2 separate regions of the Camelus dromedarius genome follow, and region 2 is linked to region 1. A link is a contact called in public Hi-C data. All regions are on one chromosome and are shown on one strand. The core of a region is the stretch at or near the end of the contact, and the rest is flanking DNA. Distances in the headings are between cores, read along the strand shown. Region 1 holds the start of STK17A (serine/threonine kinase 17a). Region 2 holds the start of LOC105092326 (cytochrome c oxidase assembly factor 1 homolog).

The links. Hi-C and Micro-C count contacts between places; a contact is called where the count stands out from the background.
Region 2: a Hi-C map of blood shows a contact between it and region 1, with 5 times the contacts expected there. The contact joins the promoter of LOC105092326 here to the promoter of STK17A in region 1. A contact is called at or near these places in 2 of 2 Hi-C or Micro-C datasets (blood and muscle).

Annotation. Positions count from the first base shown.
Region 1 is chr7:83,103,842-83,111,513 of mCamDro1.pat, forward strand. It overlaps STK17A (serine/threonine kinase 17a), which reads left to right and starts at 3,830. Exons shown (of 7, transcript XM_031454626.2): 1 at 3,830-4,180. The coding sequence starts at 3,966.
Region 2 is chr7:83,242,953-83,250,624 of mCamDro1.pat, forward strand. It overlaps LOC105092326 (cytochrome c oxidase assembly factor 1 homolog), which reads right to left and starts at 5,005. Exons shown (of 5, transcript XM_010983994.3): 1 at 4,941-5,005.

The sequences.
Region 1 (7,672 bases), core at 2,580-5,079:
TTCACAATAAATCTCCTCATCAAAGGTATCTTATATAACTTGGACAGAACAATTGTCATTCTGTCAAATGGCATCTTTGTTTAGGAAGGTTAAATGGCAAAGGGAAAGACAGAAGAGATGACTGTGGTGAGTTGGCCCTTCCTGAGCTAAATTCTGAAAAAGGGTCCCTGAAAGAGTAGAGTCCAGTCTTACATTTGACCTAAGGGCTAATTTTGGCACCTGAATGAGAAGTACAAATCAATCTTCTTCCTTTGACAGCAGACGGCAAGGGAAATTATGTTGTTTGTCTGCACTGCTGATCTCAAAGGCATATTCATCCTCAAACAGCTTAGAGCTGGAGAACTTGCAAATAATTTCCCAGCCAGTGCTTTGGTATTTAAAAAATAACCAAAGTTTGGACATACTACAAGCTTCAACATGAAGAGAATGAAGGAGTGACTTAAACCCCCATCAGTAAATGGAGAGATAGGAAGCAGCTGGGTAGGTGTGAGATGTGTTTAAAATAACCACAGTGCATGCCTGGATGGCTGGACTATGGAATACTTATTTTAAGAACAAAGCTTAAATTTGCTTCACTTCATTTAATTATAGAAGTAATATATAATCATTTAAGGACATTTGGAAAGTACAAAACATAAAAGAAAATTACTCAACAAGAGTCACATCTCTCAAAAAGAGTCACTAACAATGTCCTAATGCCATGTCATCTCTTTACAATGCACTTAAAAATATATACTATACAATAGAAACAATTTTGAATCATTCTTTTTTATAGCTATCCTTGCAAAACAAATACAGTGCAGTGTTATTAAATCCCTGAAGAAGTGTTGCAAAATAACCTATCCAGTAAATATAGCGTAATTCATTTAATTATTTCCTTACTGAGAGACATTTAGAGTGTTGCATAGTCAAAACAACCACTTTCATTCATCAGTACTTCTGAAGTTTCACTTACACACACTGAGGATACAGAATTAAATGGTCTCTGTCCTCTCTAACCAGGAAAATAGAAAATTGTACATTCTGAAGGCAATTTGATAAAGGTAAGTTCAGGCCCATATGGAAACAAGCAGGAAGGCGAGATTCTATCTTAATCTGGTAGAATCAGGTTAGATGTCCTATAGAAAGTGGCATCTGAGTTCTTGGGAAAGTGCAGAAAAATACAGATTAGAACCAAAAAAAGAAATGAAAAGCCCTTACTTGTTTATTTGCTAATTAGGGGCATTGAATTACCATTATCGCTAATGAGGGGCATTGATTTACCTTAAAATCTTTTGGTAATTTTACTGGCAAAAATGGAACCCCTCTGGTTAATTTATACTTCTTTGATTTCTAGTGAATGTGAATATTTGACGTGAGTTTAATAATATTGATCCCTTTAAAAATTATTTTTTATTTTCTTTGCCCTTTTTCTAATATAGTTTTATCATACTGTTTAATAATTTGTAGGTTCTTTATATATTTAGGATATAATTTTTGTTTATAATGCTTTTTGTCTTTTCATTTTGTATATAACATTTTTAATATATAAGAATTTTTCATGTTTAGGTAGTCAAATAATTTCTTTGGAGATTTTTTTCCCACTGCTTTCCTGTTTAGAAATTATTTCTCCTTTAGAAATCAGCTAATTATTAGAAATCAGATATTATAGTCTTTTTTTGCATTTAATTAATTTATTTTATATTTAATTTAATAAATGATTTAGAAGATTTGGGACTTATTGTAGTTTCATATATAGTAACTATTTCAGAACTATGCATTCTGTTACATTAGTGTTTGTTAGAACAATTCTCTATTTATAGATTTTGTTTTCCAAAATTTTCCTAGCTATTCTCATTTGAACATTCTTCATGATGAACTTTGGAATAATTTTAATAAATTCTCAAATAAATCATTTACTAGAGTTTATTATTATTTATTAGACTTTTATGACATATATTAGATTTATTCAAATTTTGTTAAATATATTGATTGTATGTAAACTGTTATAAAACCCATCTATTCAGTCAAATTTTTAGTTTGCGGAGTTGTTTTTCCCAGTTCTGAACATTCCATTTTATTCTGTGGAGTTCTCAGTTCTATGCTGAAATTCTCTCCCGTGTCATTTAATTTATTGTAGATATTAAACAGAATTATTTAAAAATCTGTTTTTAAATTCAGTATCTAGGTCTCCTGCTTTCTTGTTTCAGTTTTCTGTCTTTTTCTCTTACTTTTTAAGACAATTCTTTTTGTGATCAATTTAAGATAATCCCCCGTTTTAACTTAAGTGTCAGACATTGTGTATGAAATACACAGATAACGTGTGGCTCTGACGATGGCGTTTTCCTCTAGAGGGGATTTACGGCTGCATTCTGAAGCTGTTCTTCAGTCTTTGTGAGGGCTGATCTATTTCCCTTTTACTGATGCTCCTAGGATGTAGCACTTCATAGGGTACCAACTGCAGGTCTACAGTGTTTAACCAGTTCCTCCTCCTTAATAGGTCCTAAACTCCAATTTTGTGTCTCCCCACGCCCAAGAGATGCCTGAAGCCCCGCTTATTTTCTCACCCTTTCAGTCACTGCTTTGAATCCTCAGATGCCTCATGGGAAAGTCCTTTCCAGGGCTGTCCTTTCCAGGATCTTTGTCATCCAAATTCTTGCTGCTTTTGAAGCTCTCTGATGTTTCAAGCCAAGAATTGTTCGTTTTTAATTTTTGTCTGATTTTTCTCAGTGAGAGTACTGATTACAAGTAAAGTCGTTCAGCATCACCAAAAGCAAAATTTTTCTTGGAACACTGAGAAGAGCAGTGACATGATCTGATTTCTATTTCAAAAAGATCTCTCTGACTGCCTTGAAAATAAACTATGTACAACTGGGGAGGAAGAAGGATGGAAGCAGGTAATCCAGATAGTAAACTAGCACAGTAACCTAGACAAGAGATAATGCTGAATGTGGTTGTGGATGGAGAGAAGTGATCAGACTCTGCACATTTTCTGAAGGTAAAGCCAAGAGGATTTGCCTACAGAATGGATGAGGGGTATGACAGAAAGAGAGGCATCAGTATGGACCCCACAGTTTCTGGCCTGAATCACTGTCAGGACGGAGCCACCCTTTACTGAGAGGGAGAAACTGGGCAGGAGTGCACTTGTGAAGGATAATCAGGAACTGACTTTTGTTCATTCTCTTTGACATCAACTGGTGATACCAAGTGTACACTTGAATATGTGAGTCTGAAGTCCAGAAAAAGTTGGAAGCTGGAGATACAAATTTTGTAGTCATGAGGGTACGGATGTAATTAAAGGCACAAGACGGTTGAGAGCACCTTGAAAATGAACTATAGGGAAGACTACTGGCAGTATAATACGGACTATTTCATAGGGCTGGTGTGAGGACGTGAAAATATTTCTCCAACTCTTGCCTCCACATCCTCCGCTCAATGTAGGAAGGAACCAGCTGCCCGGGGCAACTTCCGCCCTCCCTGATCTGAGTCTCATCGGCCCTCCTAACCCGCCCAAGGGGGGGTGTCGTTTGGCTCTGGCTGGCGGCGCCGTTCGTTAACCGAGGGCTCAGGCTGTGGAACTCAGATGCTCAGCAGGTGTGTAACTGGCTGACGCAGCGGGTCCTCCAGCCGGAAGGGTGGTGCTGTTGGTCGCCTCCAGGCTGCCCGGGCCGCCCGGCAGGCTGCACCTTCCCTCCCTCGGCTGCAGAGGGCGCGCGCGAGGCACGCGGCGCTTGGGACCAGTGGGAGTACGACGAGGGGCGGGGATAGGGGCGGGGTCAAACGGGGGCGGGGCGAGGTCGAACGCGGGGCGGGGCCGGGCGGGGCGGGGCGGGGCGCCCGGGAGCCAGCCGGCCGCAGTCGGAGCGCGGCGCGGGAGAGAACGGCTGGCCGTTTCCAACCGGCTCGAGGCAGCTGGAGGCGGGGCCGTTACCCGCTCGCAGCCCGGAGAGAGCCGGGCGGCCGGAAAGAAAGCGCGCCCTAGCGCCATGATTCCTCTGGAGAAGCCGGGCAGCGGCGACTCCTCCCCGGCCGCCGCCGCCGCCGCCGCCGGCTCGGGCCGGGCGGGCCGGGGTCTGAGCACGCCGCGCCGGCCGCCGCCCCAGCCCCAGGCCCGCGGGCTGCTGACGGAGATCCGCACCGCGGTGCGCACCGAGCCCTTCCAGGACGGCTACCGCCTGAGCCCGGGCCGGGAGCTGGGCAGGTGAGGCGGGCGGGGGCCGGGCGGGCGCCGATAAGTGCGGGCGGCGGAGCGGGCGGCGCGGGCCCGATAGCGCGCGCGGGGGCCGGGCGCAAACTTGGGTGCAGGCGGCGATTAGGGCGGCGGAGCCCTCCCCGCCCCCGGCCGGCCACGCGTCCGCGCGCGGCGTCCCCGAGCGTGTGCTGTGCACCCGGTCGCGGCCGGGAGGCAGCCTGCCCCCTTCGTCTCCCCCGAGCCTGCGGCCTCTGCGGTCCTTTGCGCGGTCGCTTAGCCAGAGCCGGCGTGGGAACTGCGCTGCGCGCTTTTCCCGCGGAGGCGAGTTTGACGCCAGACGCGAGGCTTAGAGCCAGCTCTGGTTTTGCCGTCGGGCTCTTGTGGGTTTCTGCTTCTCCTTCCGTCGCCGTGACAGAGGGGAGCAGAGCCCCGAGCGCGACCGCTTCCTGTGCACCCTCGCCCTGGCAGCTTCGGTCAGCCGCCTTCTGCTGACTTAGTTTTCAGTTTATTGGGTTTGTGCTGTTTTCGTCCTGAAAAGGCTTAGGTCCCTATGCCTGCAAGTTCAGATTGGTTTCACTCGGGTCTGGGCCCTTGTCTGAATTTCTGTGCTGTGAGCCGGCCCCTGCCTTCCCTTACCCGCCCCAACTCCTGCTTTGTAGGGTTGTCTTGAAGGCTGTTTGGATACCTGACATCTTGTACGTTGCAGAGCCGTCATACAGTGATAGATGTTTGAGGATGAGTACAGTTTGGAGAAATTGTCGACAGCACTGGCTTTGCGGTCACACCCGAGCTCACATCCTCGCTCTGCTTGCCTTTGAGTGGTGACTTCGACTCCGCAGCCTTCCGTTTCTAACCCGTAAAATTAGCATAGCGACAGGACCTATCTCACGGGGGTGTTGTAAAGAGTGGTTGCAAAGCGTAAGCCACTGGCCCTGACACGCCGTTTATCCCGGTTGCAAAATAACACCATGTGGTCGTGGGGAAAGTTATGACAGTTATGCAGCCTTCATTGGGGTCTTGGAAAAAGAGGGGCTGGTAATATTGGTTAGAAACAATGTTAAAAAAAAAAAGCTGCCTCATAAGTATTAAGGTACCTTTAGAATTAGTTCTTTTGGCAGGGGAACCTACCTTAAAAAGTGACTTTCCCAGATCTAAAAGGAAAACACCTTTTAGGAACAAGATTCACTTCACTCTGCTGGCACTAATTAACTGGATCTCTGGACACTTACGTATGACAGCAGAAGACATAGCTATTAACTCATCTAGGTATTCTAATTGGTCAAAATTCCAGGCATTCTGAAGTAACCCTGATGTCTTGAAAAAGGAAAGCTGGGACTTTCCATTGTTTGGTTGAGTTGTCCGGCTTCATTCCACAAAACGAAGACATACTACAAAACAGAAGTGTCATCAGATGGCAAGCAGTGTCTTGTAGACTTCATAACAGGTGACTTAATCTAAAAAAATGGATTTGCACCTTACCAGGTGTTGCGATAATTCCTCCAGGAATGTTTCGTTCAACTCTTGTTTCAACTTCTGTTATAAAACTTGCTTGCCTGTAAAATGTGTGTTTAAGTTGTCATCTACATATCTTATAAAAAATTTCTTTACAGAAGTAATAACTCCTGATTCAACAGAACAATGCAGTTAAATAGATGCTTGATATAAGAGCCTAAAACTGAAAAAAAGGAAAATGAATGTATTCGTTTCTTTTAGGTTCCCTTTTTCTTCGTGGAGAAATGTGATGCGGTGGTTAAGAACATAGACTTTGGAGTCAGACAGTCTGTGATTAAGTCTTGGCTTCTTACTTAATAGTTATGTGTACTTGAGTAAGTTATCTAACCATTGATGACCTCTTAGGGTTGAGGGAATTAAATAAAACACATCTTTGCGTTAAGGCTGTGCTCAGCTTAGGGGGCGCCCTCAAAAAACGTAATTCATTGTGTAGCTCAGTGAGTGGTATTTTACATGTACCCCAAAAGCAAAAATAAGAAAACCTGCCCAACCTCCAAATATGCTTCTGTGTGTTGCAAAAGTAATAAAACCTCATTGCAAAAAGACTCAGAAACTGTTCAACAGTCTCAGGAAGTTAGAGTTCTGTTTTGTGTTAGAAGCGGTCTTTGTTTATTAAGGTTATAAATGTTGCCTGTATATTGTGGTTTTGACATAATGAAGTGTGTTTATGCATAATCCTTTCTGGAGTAAGGTGGAAAAGTTGCCTTTTTTTTCCAGCTGTTAACTCGGGTTACATTTCTGATAGAACTAATTGGGCTCATGCTGATACAGACTGAAATTTACCTGTGCTGTATTTTAATGATGTGGTGTGAAAAACCAGATCTATTCATTTTGTTCCGTGGCCTTTCTTTTAGTTAAAAATGCTGAAGTGTAAAGAGCTAACTGTTCAAACACAGAAATTGAATTCTGTCAGGAGTTAACCGTTATTTTAATCTTACAGAAATATAAAGCTTTCAGAGAAATGATTGTTTGGAGAAAACATTGTAAATGGTCAACATTGATTCCATAGTAATGAGAGGATGTGATATTAATTATTTTAAGAAATGTCACGTTCTTTCATGTTGCCAGCAGAGTCCCTCGCAACCTAAATGTGGGTAAATACGTGATGTAAAATTTTCTTTTGTTGCTTGAAGCTTGCCTTGTTACTCCTGAAGCTTGTTACCTTTCGAGGCAGGATGTGTGCCAGTGTGAACCACGTTCACGATTCGAGGTGCAGGAGACATGACCTTGGCTTCTGAGAATCGTTTTCATAGTGGGTACTTCCCTTGAGTTTTTGTCGCTAGTATAGGAACAAAAAAATGTTTCTGGGAATTTTAAATTATTCTAATTTCACATCAGGTGATTTGCCTCGTCCTCAAACTCTAACAGTGTTTGATATATTCATAAATTTTATCTTGAAAGAAAAAAAGATTTTTTTTTAAAGCCAAAAGAGCATCTTTATATGTATATGTATGTGTATGTGTGTGTGTGTGTGTGTGTGTGTGTATATATAGTTACATACTCAGTTGGATTTTCCTACAGAAGAAAGATACAAATATGAGTTCTCTGCTGGAGCAAGTACTTCATAAATGTCTGGGGCTTTACAGTTTTACAGGTGCTTTCACGTGTGTTATTACCTCATTTAATTCACATCACAAGCATGCTTGGAAAGTCCCCCTTTGCAGATGAGAAAATCAGGACACAGATAGAGTCTTGTGAGAGACAGCTGAGCTGGGACTCTGAAATCGCTTCCATCACGCCACAGATATTTCTCAAAGCGTACTCTGCCGTCTTGTCTTGTGACCGAAGCAACTTCCCGTAGTTTTTAGGAGAAGACAGGTTGATGCGTTCCAGCATGGAACAGACCCTGCCAGGCTCCAGTGTCACAGAGTTCCCTCCCCAGCTGTGTCACCCACCCTGGTCCTTGGACTCTTTAATCAGTAAAAAAATTGATAAGAGGCCAGACGAGAGTTCCAGGGACCCGTGCTGCAGCGTAAGGGAGGGAAAACA
Region 2 (7,672 bases), core at 3,755-6,254, 140 kb after region 1:
AGAATAAGGAAAAACTTCTAGAAATGTTTGAAATAGAAAACTAAATGAACCAACAAAGCTTAAGTAGATGTTAGTATATTTTTCAAGGCAGAGAAATAGGGAGGCACAAGTCTGAAACAATGAACGCTATACAGGCATACCTCTCAGATATTGTGGGTTCAGCCCCAGGCCACCACAATAAAGTGAATATTGCAATAAAGTGAGTCACACAAATCTTTTGGTTTCCCAGTGCGTTATATCTATATTTTATTAAGTGTGCAGTAGCATTATATCTAAAAATAAATTTCAATACTTTATTGCTAAAAAAAATGCTAACCATCATATGAGCTTTCAGAGAAAAATAATCTTTTTGCTGGTGGAGGGTCTTGCCTTGATGTTGATGGTGGCTGACTGATCCTGGTGGTGGTTGCTGAAAGTTGGGGTGGCTGTGGCAATTTCTTAAAATAAGACAACAGTGACGTTTGCCTCATCGACTGACTCTTCCTTTCCCAAATGATTTCTCTGTAGCCTGTAATGCTGTCTGACAGCATTTTACCCACAGCAGAACTTCTTTCAAAGTTGGAGTCACTCTTCTCAAACCCTGCCACTGATTCATCAACTAGATTTACGTAATATTCTAAATCCTTTGTTGTCATTTCAACAATCTTCACGGCATCTTCACCAGAAGTAGATTTCCGTCTCAAGAAACCACTTTCTTTGCTCATCCATAAGAAGCAACTCCTAATCCTTTGAAGCTTTATCATGAGGCTCCACTTCTAGTTCTCTTGCTATTTCCACCACATCTGCAGTATGTCCTCCACTGAAGTCTTGAATCCCTCAAAATTACCCATGTGGGTTGGAATCAGCTTCTTCCAAACTCCTGTTAATATTTTACCTCTTGCCATGAATCATGAATGTTTCTTAATGGCATCTAGAATGGTGAATCCTTTCCAGGTTTTCAACTGACTTTGCCTAGATCCATCAGAGGAATCACCATCTATGGCAGCTATGCCCTTAGGAAATGTATTTCTTAAATAATAAGACTTAAGAGTTGAAATTACCTCTTGATCCATGGGCTGCAGAATAAATGGTGTGTTAGCAGGTTTGAAAACAACATTAATCTCTTTGTACATCTCCGTCAGAGCGCTTGGTTGACCAGGTGCATTGTCAATGAGCAATAGCATTCTGAAAGGAATCTTTTTCTGAGAAGCAGGTCTCAACAGTGGGCTTTCAATAGTCAGTAAAGTATATTGTAAACAGGTATGATGTCATCCAGGCTTTGATCCATCTAAAGAGCACAGGCAGAGCAGATACTTCTTAAGGGCCCTGGGATTTTCGCAATGGTAAATGAGAATTGACTTTAATTGAAACTCATCAGCTGCCTTAGCCCCTAACAAGAGAGTCAGCCTGTCCTTTGAAGCCAGGCATTGACTTCTCTAGGGAAGTCCTAGATGGCATCTTCTTTCAACAGAAGGCTATTTCATCTACATTAACTACCTCATTAATTCTCTGCGCTGGATCTTCCGGAGAACTTGCTGTAGCTTCTTGTAGAACTTGCTACACCTTGCACTTTTATGTTACAGAGATGGCTTCTTTCCTTAAACCTCATCAATCAATCTCTGCTGGCTTCAAACTTTTCCTCTGCAACTTCCTCACCTCTCTCGACTTTCACAGAACCGAAGACAGTGAAGGCCTTGTTCTGGATTAGGCTTTGGCCTAAGGGAGTGTTGTGGCTGGTTGATCTTCTAGCCAGGCCACTAACACTTCCTCCGTATCAACAATAAGGCTGTTTCGCTTTCTTTTCCTTTGTATGTTCACTGGAGTGGCACTTTTAATCTCCTCCTAGAACTTCGCTTTTGCATTTGCAACTTGGCTAACTATTCCGGTGCAGGAAGCCTAGCTTTCAGCTTATCTTGGCTTTTGACATCCCTTCCTCACCAAGCTTGTCTTTTCTAGCTTTTGACTTAAAGTGAGAGAAATGCAACACTTAGTCTCACCTAACACCTGAAGGCCATTGTAGGGTTATTAATGAGCCTAGTTTCAATATCTTTGTGTCTCAGGCACTAGGGAGGCCCAAGGAGACGGAGAGAAATGGGGTTGGTGGCACAGTCAGAACACACACGTTCATCAATTAAGTTCACCGTCTTATATGGGCCCAGTTAAGGGCATCCCAAAACAATTACAATGGTAACATCAAGAATCACTGATGACAAATCACCATAACAAATATAATCATGAAAAGTCTGAAATACCGTGAGAATTACTGCAATGGGACACAGAGACATGAAGTGAGCCAACACTGTTGGAAAAATGACAGACTTGCTCCATGCAAGTTTGCCACGGACCTTCAATTTGTGAAATACACAGAAGCTATGAAGGACAATACAATGAAGTCCTGCCCATAAAGTTAAATACAGTACCAGGGACGCAGATGTCACACTAACAGGGGAACTACTGTGTCAGTTTCCGTAATTCCCATCATTTAAGAACAGCCATCCCAAACCGCCACCCAGAAGCCCTTTAAAGGAAGACTGGCAATCCTGACTACACAAAAATGTAAATTAAAGCGTTAGTATATTTAAAGATATAAAACAAAGTTAACAGGCAAACAGACTGATAATAAATCAATACCTCTATACAAAGAAGTCCTACAAATCAATAAGAAAAAGACAAAAACTCAATAGGGAATGGAAAAATCAGATAAACTGTTTCCCCGTGCTTTACATCTCAAATCTTAAAGTGCTACTCACAGGGTTTTCACATCATTTTTCCTAGGCCTAGTCTTTCACACGTGGAAGTTGTTCAACTCACTCTGAATTACTCCCACAGATCCATAACATGGTCTTCAGGAAGAGCAAAAATTAACCTCATGTGCTTTTCATTTAAAGGAACGACAGAATAATCTACAAGATTGTCATATATCTGATAAGCGACTTGTATCTAGAATATAGAAAGAACTCTTACAACTCAATGATAAAGAGCAAATATCCTCATTTTTAAATGGGCGAAGGATATGAACAGACGTTTCTCCAAAGAAAATATACAAATGGCCACCAGCACATGAAAACATGCTCAACGTCAATAGTCATCAGGGAAATACATATCAAAACCACAATGAGATACCACTTCATACCCACCAGGATAGCTAAAATTAAAAAAAAAAAAAAAAAAAAAAACAGAAAATGGCAAGTGTTGACAAAAATGTGAAGAAATCAGAACCTGCATACACTGTTTATAGGAATAGAAAATGGTGAAGCTGCTTTAAGGAAACAGTCAGGCAGTTTCTCAAAATGTTAAATGTAGAGTTAGCATATGATCCAGCAATTCTACTCTTAGGTATATAACCAAGAGGCATGAAATCATAATGTTCACACAAAAACTTGTACACGAATGCTCACAGCAGCGTTATTCGTAACAGCCACACAACCCAAAATGTCCATCAACTGACCAACGGATAAATAAATAGTGGTCTGGCCATACTACAAAATAAAAAGCTATAAAAAGAAGTGAAGTACTGATACATGCTACACAGATGAACAAGAATGTTCAGTGAAAGAAGACAAGAAAGACCCCACAGTTTATTATTTCCTGTACATGAATAGTCCAGAGTAGGCAAATATATAAACAGTAGATTAGTAATTGCTTAGGGCTAGGAGTAGGGTGAGGGGAGGAAATCAGGAGAGACTGTTAATTGGTTCAGGGCTTCTTTTGGGGGTGATGAAAACTGTGGTGTGGGTTGTACAACTCTATAAATGCACTAAAAACCAATGTATATTTTAAAACTCCATGGTATGTGACTATATCTCAATTAAGCTGTTATTTTTCAAAAGGACTGGAGGGGTTTTTTTCCTCCCATTATATCGCCAGCTCCTAAAACAGTTCCTAGCAATATCAGGAATTCAATAAATTCTAATTGAATGGAGAAGTAACTTTCTAAACGTGGGTAAACCATTTACAAAACTCTGTCATATCCAGAGATGAAATTACTGCAGGTTGGCATGAGGAGGGCATACGAGTGTTTATAGGTGTGTTTTCCATAAAAGGAACAAAAAATTCAGCAGAAGCAAGAAGGAGGCAGTCTAAGGGATTTGTATTATCCTGCATCAATGGAAAGGTCTGTAACATTAGGTTTTAACACAGTCAGATCTGGCGGGGGGGGGGGGGTGTATGTGGAGGGAGGAAGGTAGTTTTGGGGTTTTTAATGGAGGTACTGGGGATTGAACCCAGGACCTCATGCACGCTAAGCATGCGCTCTACCACTGAGCTATACCTTACCCCCTAGATCTGTGTTTTAAATGTGTAAAGTCTAAGTAGAGAGTTGCTACTTCTATCCAAAGGTGAAGCAGGGCAAGACTCCTCAGGCAAGAATGGAGAGTTGGGAAAATACAGCAGAATCAAGTATCAAATTATAAGCCTATTTACGGATTTTTTAAATTACACAAAGCCCTCCTCTCACAGACACACACACACAGGTTGGTTGATTGACAGACATTCACACAGACATATACAAACACCTGAAAATCAGTTACACTGACAATCACTTCTGTAGTCAGCCCTGGGAAAGGAGCTCAAATGTGACGGGTACATAAACTACTGTGACCAATAAGCCAGAAAATTCTTTTCTACACTCATCAGGGCAGGGTCCTCCTCAGCCTGTGGGGACCACCGAGAAAGTGCCCAGTTCCACCTCTTCACAAATGTGCCCCTGGGACGCTCGGCAAGGACCACAGGCAAGGCCACTCCGTTAGCTACCCGGGAGGGGGCACCTGGTAGCACCCCGAGGGCTGAGCCCACCACGGGACCCCAGGCGCCACACAAGCAGCCGAGGGCCGGTAGGTGGCCCCTGAGGGAACTCCCCTCGCAGCAGCCCACCTGGCCCGCAAACGCGGCCTCCGGGACTGCGGCAACAAACGCACCCGCGGCAGCAGAGACCCTACTCTTTCTCCCGCGGGGCCCCTAACCTGTCAGGCGTAGACGCACCACGCCGGGGAGCGCGCGCGGTTCCTTCCGGACGCGGGGCGTGGGGAGCGGGTGGGCGGGACGCCGGCGGGAGGACACGCCCCGCGGGGAGCAGTCGAGACTTCCGGCGTCTCCTCCTCGCGCGGCTAGAGCGTCGGCACGCGCGAGCCGCCGGCTGAATGCGGCCCCGCGGCGCCCCAGAGGCTGATCCTGTGGAAGTTTCTTGCGCAAGCGGACTTCGCCGAACCTCCTACCCGCGCCGGGAGACGATTTATCTCCTTAAATCCCCGCTTGTTTTCTGCGCCCCGTTGGCCCCCTGTGCACATTCAGTCCCGCAGCGGTTGCCGAGGAAATTTAAACCAGTGGTTCGTTTTGCTCCTGGCCTGGCGCTTGGGCTCACCTCCGAGCATGCAAAACCACGGGCCATCTGAGCCCCGTCTGACACTGAAGTCCAACTTGCCTTCCTCGGCTGAGAAATTTGACAACACTAACTTTTGTTACTCACTAAATATTTATTAAATGCTTACTGTGCTTCAGGGAATGTAGTGCTAAGAAAGCCTGTAGTGGTCTCTGTTCTCAAGCAGTTAAGTAGTAAAATGGATAATAGTATTTACTTTATAGATTTATTGTGAGGATGTAAAGCACTCCGAATAATCTGGCACTTTGTAAGTGCTCAATAAACGCCAGTTATTATTTTCATCTTGATCATTCCGTTGCCCTCATTGCTACTGTTAACGTCATCTTTTACTTTTTTAATGTTATGTTTGAAGTCCAGGTGTTACCGACGCAGGCTCCTGGACTCTTTAATCAATAGAAATTGGTGGAGGCCAGAGGAGAATCCCAGGCAAGGCTTTCTTGAGGGTTGTGCTACAGCAGGAGGGAGTGAAAACAAGAAACAGTTGCCGCTGAAGGCAACTGCTTTGGCCCTTAAATGGAGTTAAAAATGGGGGTGGGTCCTTAGCTTAGGTGGTCTGCCCACCACCTTTGTGGTGCCATGTGCAGGGGTCATGTACCCTGTTTCTGCTCATGGCACCTTGGAAGTGGCAGTTGGTTTGTAGCCTTTTTGTACCTTATTGTTCATAATTGCCCCAAGTGCAAATGTGTGCAGTTATTCTTAGTCCCTTACAGTTTCTTTGTATTCTGTTGCTCAAGAACATGAGATGTGTGTCCAGGTGCAAGCACTCCAGTAAAGGGTTCCGGGTCCCAGCCTACCTCACAAGTACCTTTCTTCCACAAAGCAATGAGTCTTCACAATGGGTGGGTCACCTAAATTTGATAGGTTCTATTATCAGACTAATCAAGTTTAGTCTAAGGCAGTGGTCTTCAAAACCATCACACATCTCCCATCAGAAAAGAAAATTAGATTATGTATGTGTACTATGTATGGTATTGATACATACACATACTATAAAACTTTCACAAGAAATAAAACTTTCAAAAAGTGAGATAAAAAATATTAATACTTCTGTTTTCTTCCCATAAAACAGACAGGTTCCCATACATACATCCCATGTCTTTGATGCCCACTGGCTAAATGAGCGCATTATCAAAGCAGCCTGTTATTAGATTATGAATCCCCAGAATAGATCTTTTGTGAGGAATTAATAGAAACTAATCAGATTTTGAGGTGCTTGAACTATAAGGGCTATTTGAATGGTTTCATACATCAGAGGAAATGAAGAAATAAAATATGCATCCATCAAGTAATCACTGACTATTGACTTGTTAAACATCCAAAGAAGATTGCAATGCCCCATTTCAGGCTTGGAACAAATCAACTAACAAAACACTTTGAGGTTTTAGATAGACAGATAGACAGACAGACAGACAGACAGGTGAATTTTATACAATGTTCATGAAAATAAACCCTGAATCAATTAATTCTCTTGCCATACCAGAAAGAGAAATGTGTTGATTTAATCTGTGAATAAGAAAGCGTAAAATAGGCTTCTCTGATCATTTGCTTAAAAATTCAGAATTTATGTTTCTAGGTCTGGACTGACATCATCTGCTAAACTTTTGATATTAACTTTATTATGGTTTTAAAAAATACCCTATAGTGAATAATATTGGTAGATATCTACCAGATATTTGTTGCTCTCTTACTCCTTTGTAACAAAATCTCTATTTTGTTCAGATAGCCCCCTGTTCCCAGCACTAGAAAATGGTACTGACCACATCTAAACCAATTGCCTACAGAATTCCTCCAGGAATGGTTATTGATCAAGGGATGAACAAGTGACACAAGTTGGCGCAATCAGACTGAAGGGAAAGGACTTTCATGTCGTGCTTAGAGGAAAGTTTCTAACACATCCTCCTCTCAGCATGGACGTTTGCCAACCCCTAGAGAATAAAGCTGATGCTGAAGACAGCTTCATCAAGTGATACAAACATTATTCCAAACCCAGAACTCATCCCCTTTTCTGAACTTCTTGTAGCAATATCTCATGCATTTTTCTTATTTTCTGATAAGACAGTATGAAAATTAAATGAATTTAAATGGTGGTGGTAATGTTGTAAGTGCTCGAAAATGTTAGTTACATTATTATCATTAAGTCAACTTGAGACAAGGATTCTATTTCTTACAGTCAAATGTATCCCATCTGATACGTATGTCTGTCTTTCCTATATATTTAAGGAAGGGATCTGTTTTGCTGCCTCCTAACTTCTAAGGAGCCGGGGCAAGGGTAGACGATGGAGAGAGGTGAGGGGTTGACTATAATGCTTTCCATGA